Linked DNA regions of Mus musculus: regions 2 and 3 are each linked to region 1. A link is a contact called in public Hi-C data. All regions are on one chromosome and are shown on one strand. The core of a region is the stretch at or near the end of the contact, and the rest is flanking DNA. Distances in the headings are between cores, read along the strand shown.

Region 1 (3,512 bases), core at 285-2,784:
AAACTACAAATGAATCCATTAAATTGCAGGTTTTTGTTTTTGATGTGCAATCATTCCTGTGTGTACGTAAATTACGTGTTCATTATAAAGTATCTTCACACAAGCTCCATCCGGCAGGCACGGTGCTTTGTTTTCAAACAGCTTTGAGAAAGTTCTGTACATGAGATCAGCTTTTTTGTTTGTAGATTTTATTTTTATAACGTGAGTTTATGTGAGTATAGGTTTGTGTACATGAGTGCTATGTCGATAGGAGCCAGAAGGTGGCATCAGAGCCCCTGGACGTGGATAACAGGAGGCTAGCTGACAGCATTGAGTACTGATAGGCAAATATGGCTCTCTCCCACAGCAGCTAGGTCTCACTCACTATGTCGGTATCTCCTACCCCTGAGATGTGCACAGTGTCTGAAAAGCATGAAACTTGTGAAGTGATGCCTTGCTTGCAGGATAACGTGTTCATTTAAATATGTGTGGAGGTTGGCCTTAATTGTCTCAAGGATACTGCAGCCAAAGACAAAAAGGTCCTAAATGAGGACCTCACTCAGCATAGAACCTTTTAAAAGTGCCCGCTAGCCTATTCCTCTTATTCCTAACTATAAATTGCCCTTGGAGACACAGGCCCCCACTAAGACGACTCATCTTTGTTGATAGACCCCCTGACCACCCAGGTGCCATCATCTCTGATTTGCTGTCTTTCCAAATGAATCTTTCCTTGCCTCACTTCTTGTCCTGGAATCACTGGCATTTGGGGATAGCAATCTAGACCTGGATTGGAACACTATTAGGAGTTGAGATAAAACACAGACACAGAGAGAACACACTATTGAGGATCTTCAGAAAACAAGTCACTACTTTGGATCTTTTTGCATCTGATTAAAAAATCTCAAAACAATTAGGCTAAAAAGCAAACCCCTGTCGGATTATTTACTAGCAACTAATGTAAAGATCCATACCACTACTCTTTCTTCAAAACATTTTTAGAGGAAAATGACTTAGCCTAGGTCACTCACATATGGCTCAAAATAAATTTGTAAGATTGGTAGCCCAGGTTAGCCTGGAACTCCTTAGAGTCCAAGAATGGACTGACTCAACCCCAGTGCGTCGCTGTGTCCAACCTTTAATATCTGTCCGGGCAGCGGGTTGCTGGGAAAGAAGAAACTAGAACCCAAGGACATGTCCACGCTTGGAAAGCATTTTACCACTTAGGTACATCCCCAGGCTTTTTTTACTTTAGAGTCGGTGTTTTCCCTATACAGTTCATCTTAAAGCACCACACATTAATAGCTGTAAAAAAGGAAAATGGCACAACGGTGTACATGGTGGGCTGGCGGGTTCGGGGCTGTTCTAAGGAAAGTAATGGACTTTTCCCCCTAGTTCTCTTTAGGCCAAACCTACACACTTATTTAAAAGACTTTCTGCGGGAAGCCAAAGCCCTATTATCCTTCAGGTCAAAACGTAACCTATTATTAGCGTCCGCGCTACGGTCAGTCGTACACTGACCGCTTTCCGTCAAACTTAAAACCCACTTCCGGCCTAGAGCGAGGGAAAGCCCCTGCTGCGCATGCGTGTCGGTCTCCGCCTCTAAGAAGTGGAGAGTGTGCTGACGTCACCGCCAGGCTGGCTCGTTCGGAGACCGGCGGGAATTTTTCAAAATGGGAGCTCCGGGGCGCCGCCCAGGCCTCGGGAGGTACCGGGGGTACCTTTCGGTGGCGTTGGCGGCGTCGCCAGCGGCGGCGTAGAGAAGGCGTCCTGATGGGCGCCAAGACCTGCTGGCTTCTCGGAGCGCTGCCTCGGAGGGACTGCGAGAAGGCCGAGCCCCGGGCGCCGGCGGCTCGGGAACATGGCGGCGTGCATCGGGGAGAGGATCGAGGTGAGGCCGGCGGGCGCGGAGCTGAGGGAAGGTCCGATGGAGGCGGACTCTGGTATTCCGGGACCCAGTGAGCTGAGGTGAACCGAGCGCAGTGCTGAGGGGAGGTCCATTGTGGCTCGGCACAAACACACGGGAGACCAGACGGGTTAGCGGGCTGAGGCTGAGGCCCAGTCTGGCTCAGGCGCTCACTGGTGCTCAGTGACACTAGTAAAGCGGGGATGAGGCGGGCAGGCGCGGTGGCGGTGGCGGGGCTGATCGCCGAGGGACAGGCGAAGCGACCCGCCCCCTGGAGCCCCGCCCGGAGGGGAGCGCCTTGTACCCCGCAGGTGTGTCTCCAGCTGCGGGCCCCGCCCGGTCCTGGTCCCTTGGCGTCGGGTCCGCACTCCCGCCTCCAAAGCCGCGCTCCGCTTGCCCCCTCCCCGGGGATGGCGGTTACCGTGGCGGGAGCTGCGGCGGGAACCTGGTGGGCCAGAGGAGGGACCCGAGCTAACCAGCTCATTAGAGTCCTTAGCCTCCATCAGGGAGGGAGCTCAGAAAATCTCTCAGAGCGTCAAGATGCCTTCCACCCCAGACACCTGCATCATCGAGGTGTGGCAGCTGCTTGAACCATGTCTCCTTTTCTCTTTGGCCCATTTCACATCCCATCCCCTACCCAACTTTCTTACTTTCTAGATCTGCGATTCCTCACGTGTAATCCTTAATTTTTTTTTTAAAAGGACTTTAAGGTTGGAAATCTACTCGGTAAAGGATCATTTGCTGGTGTCTACAGAGCTGAGTCCATACACACTGGTTTGGAAGTTGCAATCAAAATGGTAAGAATGTATTAGTTATTGTTTCTTCAGTATTTTTGCAAGGTACTAGAGAGCAATGAAGGCATGCTATTTAAAATGTCCCACTCATTATCTGCTAAAGACTGCACCTTGCCACCCTGCCAAATGTGTGCATTTGTAATAATTGCATAATACATTGCATAACCAAAAGACAGCTGTTAAGTACAGCATCTGAATTTAAGGACATTTAAGAGACTCTTAACCTTGCTTAAGTGAAGTTTTATACTTTACTAGGGTTCAGGAGACCAGTACATTTTGTTGCTATGAATACTTAAGGTAATGAGAAGTCAGCAATTTATAATAATAATATGCTCATTTGTGGCTGTAACGGTCCAAGAATACCATTATGGTCAGCCTGTGATCCCAGTTCTGAAGAGTTGGGAAAAAGAAAATCCTAACTCCAGGGCCAATCTCTGCTATCACATAAATGCACTGGACATACTGGGAATGTACTCTGTTAGGTCGAGGGCAGAGCACAGATAGGAGTAAACTGACTTCAAAGACTATATTAAAAAAAAAAGACTTCTTACAATTATAGGTTGTTGTTTGAGCTTTTGTCTGGGCTTAGGGGTATAGCTAGGTGGTAGAGTGCTTTTCTCTAGCATGCACAGGGCTCTAGATCAAGCCACAACCATAAAAATCAACAAATAAATCTGCCCTCTTATTTTTAGATAGATAAGAAAGCCATGTACAAAGCTGGAATGGTACAGAGAGTCCAAAATGAGGTGAAAATACATTGCCAGTTGAAACACCCCTCTGTCTTGGAGGTAAGATACCAGATGTATTAAAGTAGTTAAGGAAAGCTGGATGTTCGT
Region 2 (3,833 bases), core at 1,175-3,674, 8.3 Mb before region 1:
GGGTCTTCCTGTTTTTGTTTTAGTTTTCTTTTTCTTTGTGTGTGTGTGTGTGTGTGTTACCTTAAACTTTATAGTCCATCATTAAGAGATGCCAAGGCAGGAACTGAAGCAGAGTTCAGTAAAAATACTGTTTACTAGTTTATTCTCCATGCCTCACTCAGCTTGCTGTCTTATACAACCAAGGAGCACCTGCCCAGGGGTGACACCTTCCAAAGTGGGCTGGGATCTCACACATTAATCAACACAATGCCCTACAGACTTGCCCAGAGGCCAATTATTTGAAGACAGTTCCTCAATTGGGTGTTCCCTCTTCCCTGATGACTCCAGTTTATGTCAGTTGTCACTGGGATTGGACTCTGGACTTTGTGCACACTAAACACACTGTCACTGAGTTATTCGCCAGCCCCTAGGTACTGACCTGTCTTTGCTGTGCTTTGCATAGTATGTGCACACGTGTGAGTACATTAGCCGCTAGAGATCAACAGTGAGCAACGTTCACTATCAGTCTCCACCTTATTTTGGAAACAGTCTTTCTTTTTTGTTTTTTGTTTGTCAAGACAGGGTTTCTCTGTGTAGCACTGGCTGTCCTGGAATTCACTCTGTAGACCAGGCTGGCCTCGAACTCAGAAATCCTCCTGCCTCTGCCTCCCAAGTGCTGGGTTCAAAGGTGTGTGCCACCATGCCTGGCAAGTCTTTCAAAGAACTCAGCTCACTGATTTGCTAGCCTGGCCAGCCAGCTCCAGAGATTTCCCCACCCCCAGCATTATTGTTTTCCCCATGAGTGGCTAGAGATCTGGATCCAGGTCTTTATGCCATCACAGCAAGAACTTTACTGCTTGAGCCTTCTCCCCAGTCTCTTAAGTACTGATCCTTATTGGCTATATACCCTGGAAATAGGCAGTTCAAGGCCAGCCTGGTCTATGGAGTGAGTTCCAGGGCTACACAGAGAAACCCTGTCTCAAAAAGAAAAAAATCATTTTAAAAAATCTGGCCTGGGAGGCAAAGGCATTGGATCTCTGTGAGTCCAAGGCTAACTTGTTCTACATAGTGAGTTCCAGGACCCAGGACTGTCTATATAAAATGACACTGTCTCCAAAAAACAACCCAAAACAAAAATCTTCAAATTTAGGCAGAGTGAGAGCACAGATCTGAATTCTAGCACTTGGGAGGCTGTGACAGCGGGTTTGTGAGTTCTTTTTGTTGTTGTTTTGTTTTGTTTTGTTTTTTGTTGTTGTTTGTTTGTTTGTTTGTTTTTTTTGGAGACAGGGTTTCTCTGTATAGCTCTGGTTGTCTTGGAACTCACTTTGTAGATCAGGCTGGCCTCAAACTCAGAAATCTGCCTGTCTCTGCCTCTCGAGTGCTGGGATTAAAGGTGTGTGCCACCACGCCCAGCTCATGCTTGTTTTTTTAACTCATCCATTTTAGCACTGTCCTTCCTATGTGTCTTGGACAGTTTTTCTCCAGATATTCCCAGTAACAGTCCTGAAATGACCTGAGAAATGACATCCTTTCAGAAAACACATACCTCTTTGGCTCCACCTTGCTCATTTTTCTTCACTCTATCCTCTTGTCCTGATCTCCCCCCCCCCCCATAATAGCAGTCATAGTCTGAAATGATCTCATTCACTGTATTTATCCAACTTTTTTATCCAACTTTTATTTTTATTTATCCAACTTTTGCAGGTGCCCATCAATGTTTTAAGCACTTTACACCCTAACCCATTTACTTTCCCACAATTCATGAAGTAGGCATTTTTAGTATTTTATAGATGAGGTAGCTGCCATTCATATGGATAAAGGGGCTTCCCTGGCAAAAGCATCTCATTTGCTAACTCTGTAAAGAACCTCTCAGGACACATGCTGTGAAACCTCTCTTGGAAGGTGGAACATGTAGAGTCCTTGGGCTTCACCCTCGATCAATCAATCAATGGTTTAACAAGATTCCCAGGTGATTCCTAACAAAGTTTAAATCATGAACAATTAATTTTCTTGAGTAATACCTCTTACAGTAAGTAGACACACACAGCTCACTCCAGTAACCCCAGAAAACCAATCAAGACCAGAGCAATTGGAAAAGTCAAAGTTTTGACGACCCCCCCCCCCCCCCCCGCATGATAAACATCTATGTGGTTTTGGGGTACTTCTCCCCCTACACCCTCAGATAACCATGGACATCTTTTCACACTTGGCGCCTTTGAGCTTTGAAAACTCTGAAGGGAAAAACCAAGGGGAGGAGTTGGAAGGTGGAACAGAAAACAGCCCAGTGGTTAATAAGAACTCCTGCCCAAAACAAACCTCGCCTTCAGCCCTGAAGGAAAATGGCGCCCGCAATATATGCAGTTCTGGTCTCGAAGCGTCAGCCAATAGGAGATCCGAAGCGCCGGAAGTAGCCGCCCCTAGCCCCTCCTCTGGGCACCTCCCCTCTTTCGGGAGGATGAGACAGCCAGGGGGCTGTGGCGGAGCTGTGGTTGCTGGGTGACAGTGGGGAGCAGGGACGGAGTGAGTGTCCGCTGGCGGGTGGCGACGTCCGGGGTGACCTTCGAGCTCCGGACCGGCGCAGCGCGAGCGCCCTGACGGGCCGGGGCGGCGGGCCGGGCAAGGGCGACGGGCGGCCAGCCTGAGGGAAGGCCCTGTCCAGGTAGGAATCCACCCGGCTGGGCAGGCTCTCGGCCCACGCGGCTTCCTCTCCCCACGCACCTCCTCCGCGCCGTCAGTTCAGGATTCCGGAGGGAGCCACCCTCCTGGTGGCCACGGCGCTTCTTTTCACGCACACCAGCGTTAGCGTGTGCTTGTCTTTGGTGGCTTTTCATAGGAGCTTCCAGGTAGAACGTCTTTTACTTTAAATTCAACATTCCTTTAAGTTTGGGGACTTTGGCTTGAAGCCTTCCTTCATGCCTTCTTTAAGTCTTGACTCCGTAATTGTGACGAAAGCTGCTACCTTCTTGGTGTCTGTACTGCATTAAGACTTGGGCATTCTTTTATTTTCTTCGCTAACTGGGAAACTTAGTTTAGCTAAACTAGTTTCATCTTCACTCGAGGAAAATAAATTAGGGATTACAACCAAGATTTTTGTTACTAGCTTTTACCGATTTTACATTTATTTACATATCTACTCTTCCAGGATTGAAGATTGAGCCCCTCCCAGGTCTCCCATGCTAGGCAAATGCCATTGTATCCCTAAACCGGTTTCTAAACTGAGTGTCACTGAGAGACCCAGGCAAGCCTTGATCTCACTCTGTTGCCTCTTGTAGACTTGAATTTTCAGCTTTTCCTGTGTGACACTCCTGAGTAACTGAATTACAGGTAACATGACAGGAGGCAAATTTCTCTTTTTTTAATGGGAGATCACTCGAGAGTAATCTTTGGTTTCTGACTAACATGGTTTCTGTAAATAAATAAATAATACTAAAAAGTATTTTATCTATTTGGCCAGGTTAATTTTTTGCTATTAGGAAATTGAGGCATGAACTAGCAGGTATCAGACTAAGCATGATTTTAAATGTTTGCTCTGTTTTTAGATTTTTTAATGTGTATGTTTTTCTTCCATATACGGATGCATGTTTCACCACAGTTTCTGCGCAGTGCCCTTGAGGTCAGAATAGGGCATAAGATCCCCTGGAACTGGAGTTACAGGTGGTTGTGAGCTACCAATTTAAGTCCTTCTGAAGAGCAACAAGTGTTTTAAAGCACTGAGACATCTGCCTAGCCCTGGAGGCATGCACATTTCATTTCTTCTTTCTTCTTCTTCTTCTTCTTCTTCTTCTTCTTCTTCTTCTTCTTCTTCTTCTTCTTCTTCTTCTTCTTTTGTTTTTGTTTTTGTTTTTTATTTGTTT
Region 3 (3,729 bases), core at 290-2,789, 9.8 Mb before region 1:
AATCTTTTCCCTCCAGTATTATGATCTTATGTCATTTATGTTGTAGTACAAATTTTTACCCACTGAGAAATCTATACTTTAATAAAGCCAAGCCTCTAAGGGCTTCCATGCTGTTACAAACTAAAACCACAGTAGCTGTCACCCCAGGCTCAGAAGGCCCCATGAGAATCCACTGGATTCCTCCTTCCTTGTCTGTCTTTTTCTCCTGAGAAATAAAAGTTGAACCGGCTGGCATTCCCACCGTCGACAAGCCTGTAACAAGAACATTTACTTCTCTTTCTTAAAAATCAAAACAAAATAGGGTGTCACTACGTAGCTCAGGCTGGCCTCAATGAGACTCAGGAGTCTCCAGCCACCATAGGCTGTATTAACAGCTCCAATATACAAGGGAGAAAGTAAGGTGAAAGGAAAAACAGATGGGGCTGCTAACTTCTTTTAGTGGGAGCTGAATCACATTTTTAGACGTTCTGCTGTTCATTTCCTTCCAATCAGCAAACCACAGTATCATATGGCACCTGCTCAATACTACACTCAATCAGCAGTAAGGTAAAATCTTGAAACTACTGCGTGTCAAAACACTTTGGCACCGGGACCAATGGCATCCAAGCCACCACCGTAAACCCTGGCCTTTCAAAGTCTTATTCTGCTCAGCTGTGCTCTCAAAGCCCAAAGGCGGGCGAAGAAGACAGTGAGTTCTGACGAACCAAAAATGGTCAGGGAACCTAGACAGTAATTCTAAACATTGGATGTGTGCAACTGGGCAAACCATCGCTTTACATTTCGAGGCCTGGTACAAAAGAACACTTTCGGGGAGCGCACGGGCTTGGCACGGAAATACTTGCCGCGTTCAGCTCTGGCACTCCAGAGGCCTACCCGGGAACCTGAAGTTTCAAGTCGCCAACTGAGCATAGCATCACAGCGCTACCCAAGAATGCGGCCCTCCAGGGAGGGAGGCTCGCCGCCGCAGCCCGAGCCCGGAGGGGGACTGCAAGGAAAGGCCGGGGAGGTGGGGAGCCTCGGCCGTGGGCCGCAGCCGCTGTCCGGACGCCTCCCTGCGCCTCCCCGCGCCCCCGCCGCACGGACGGACGGACGGACGGACAGACAGACGGCTACGGGCCCGCAGGAGCCAGCGCGGAGGCCCGGCGGCGCCTGCCCAGCCGGACACACCTCGGCGGGGACCGCGGCTGGAATGACAGCCCCGGCCGAGCGCCGCAGGGCTCGCGTCCCGGGAGAGCCCGGAGACTAGGGTCCCCCGGGTAGCTGTGCGCTTAGGACCACACAGCCCCGGGACCGCACGGCGCAGCACGCACTCCCGAGGGGAGGCTGGCTGGACCTGCCATCCTCCTCCCACAGTCGGGCTTCTCCACCACGCCGTGGCTCCCGCCTCGCCTCCGCCCTGCACCGCCAGCCTCGGAGCCCCAAGAGCTGCCTCGGGGGAACGTGTCGCAGCCCTCACTCGCCCCCCGGTTACGACATCAGTCACCAGCAAGTCACTCACTCCGCTTCCGCCATCTTCTCTCCTCCATCACTAACACGAAGTGCGCATGCGCCTCCTTTTCCCCCTGCAAGAGCCAAGAGCCGAGGGGCGGGATCTGGGGGGCGGGGGGCGCAGAGGTCACGTGAGGCCAGCGACTGCCAGGCTCCCTCCCACCTCAACTCTCTCTGTGAGGTGGCCTGTGTTTCCCTAAGTGGTCCTTCCCAGACACCCTCTATTTCTATGGCTCAGAATCTTTGTCTTAGCCCGGGGTCTGCGACGAATATAGAAAAAGTTCTGCTTAGCGCTGGAAATGTAGAAGTTGCTAGAATACTTTCAGAAACGTGCATCAAGTCTTAGGTTCAATACCCAGCCCCACATAAACCAGACATGGCTAGGCCCTTAGAAAGTGTTGTTTTGAATAAAAATTCAAAGTCATCCTAGACTATATAATGTAAAACAGAAACCCCATGATCCTGGTTCTATAAGAAAGCAGACTGAACAAGCAGCAGCCCTCCACAGCCTCTGCATCAGCCTCTGCATCAGCTCCTGTTTCCAGGTTCCTGCCCTACTTGAGTTCCTGTTCTGATTTCCTTTGGTGATGAACGGTGCTATAGAAGTGTAAGCCAAATAAACCCTTTCCCTCATGTCCTGCTTTGGGGATGGTGTCCCCATACCTTGCAAGGGTAAGCTTCTGTTTCCTGAACCTAAGATATCCTGAAAACCATGCTTTTTAACCTCTGCTGAATTTGTAACCCCATGATGTATACTCCTTTGCCTTGCTAAACTCCTGAACATCTCTGATGACTCCCCTTCCATATAGTGTCTTACCCTTGTATACCTCACAGCCGGCCTTGAGCCCTGAGTCCCCCCATTCTTCTGTCCTGGTGCTAACAGCCAACGCTCTCAACAGCTGTAATCTATCAACCCTAATCCTTGCCCCACAACAGAGACCTCAAAAGCCAGTGAGGGGCTGCTTTCTGAAACCTGAACTTGGATGAGGCAGCCTTTAGCCAGTCTAAGTATAGCTTGCTTAATCAGACAGTTGTGGAAATGTTTTTCCCCACCTCGGGTCTAACAGAAATTTTAAGGCTAGCCTGGGATATGTAAGACTGTGTTTAAAAAAAAGAAAGAAAGAAAGAAAGAAAGAAGAAAAATTAACTACAACTATAAAACATTAAAAATATGTATCCAAAATAGTCTGAAAAGTGGATTTTGTAGACATACATACACAGTGTGACTTTGCTTCATAGATCCAAGAAATAAGCAAATCTCTGTTGCTCTTGACTGAGAAAGAAGCATAGTGATCGTAAACAGTGTCTCCTATTTCCTGAGATGAAGTGCACTAATCTCAGTGTCTCAGGGTTCCATTGCTGTGATGAAACACCATCCCCAAAGCAGGTCATGGGAGAACGAGTTTATTTGGCTTACACTTCTATATCACCGTTCATCACCAAAGGAAGTCAGAACAGAAACTGAAGCAGGGCAGGAGCTGATGCAGAGGTCATGGAGGGCTGCTGCTTACTGGCTTGTTCAGTCTACTTTCTTATAGAACCAGGATCACCAGCCACAATAGGTGGGGCCTGCCCACATTGATCACTAAGAAAATGCCCTACAGGCTTGCCTACACACTGATATTATTAAGATAGTTTCTCAGTTGGGGCTCCCTCCTCGCCAATGACTTTAGCCTTGTGTCAAGTTGGCATAAAATTAGACAGTACAACTGACCCCTTAGCAGTTTGACACAGAGACACATCACTGTTAAGCCACAAATTTTCCTTTCTTTCCCATCCCTGAGATCACACATAAAGACATCACAATATAAAACATTTTACAAACTTAGAAAGTCCCATAGGCTTTAAAAATTCAAACACTTACAAATCCAGGCTCTGTAAAATATCCAGTCTCTTTTAAAATCCAAAGTCTTTTAAAAACCTAATGTCTCTCAACTGTGGGTGCCTATAAAATCAGAAATACGTTTAAAACCTCCTTACTTCAAGAAGGAAGACCCAGAGCACAATCAAATCAAACCCAAACCAAACTCCAACTGTATAAATAGCACAGTATTTGATGTCTCAGACTCACTCACAATCTCCTGTGCTCCTCCTAAGAGCTTGGATCAAGTCTCTGACTCCACCTTCAGCAGCAACACAACCTGTCTTCCGGTATCCAGCTGACTCCGTGGTTGCTGTTGTTCTTGCTAATCATCTCATGGTACTGGCATCTCCAAAATGCTGGTGTCTTCTACCACAACT

The links. A called contact is a pair of places that touch in the nucleus more often than the background predicts.
Region 2: a contact with region 1 is called in a Hi-C map of B cells, with 6 read pairs. The contact joins the promoter of Mfn1 here to the promoter of Plk4 in region 1. A contact is called at or near these places in 1 of 39 promoter capture datasets (pre-B cells) and 1 of 484 Hi-C or Micro-C datasets (B cells).
Region 3: a contact with region 1 is called in a Hi-C map of CD8 T cells, with 5 times the contacts expected there. The contact joins the promoter of Phc3 here to the promoter of Plk4 in region 1. A contact is called at or near these places in 2 of 484 Hi-C or Micro-C datasets (CD4 T cells and CD8 T cells).

The regions. Positions count from the first base shown.
Region 1 is chr3:40,798,417-40,801,928 of GRCm38.p6, forward strand. It overlaps Plk4 (polo like kinase 4), which reads left to right and starts at 1,535. Exons shown (of 16, transcript NM_011495.2): 1 at 1,535-1,867; 2 at 2,584-2,679; 3 at 3,369-3,464. The coding sequence starts at 1,838.
Region 2 is chr3:32,527,058-32,530,890 of GRCm38.p6, forward strand. It overlaps Mfn1 (mitofusin 1), which reads left to right and starts at 2,425. Exons shown (of 18, transcript NM_024200.4): 1 at 2,425-2,638.
Region 3 is chr3:30,967,876-30,971,604 of GRCm38.p6, forward strand. Phc3 (polyhomeotic 3) reads right to left here and starts at 1,540. Exons shown (of 15, transcript NM_001165954.1): 1 at 1,499-1,540. The coding sequence starts at 1,512.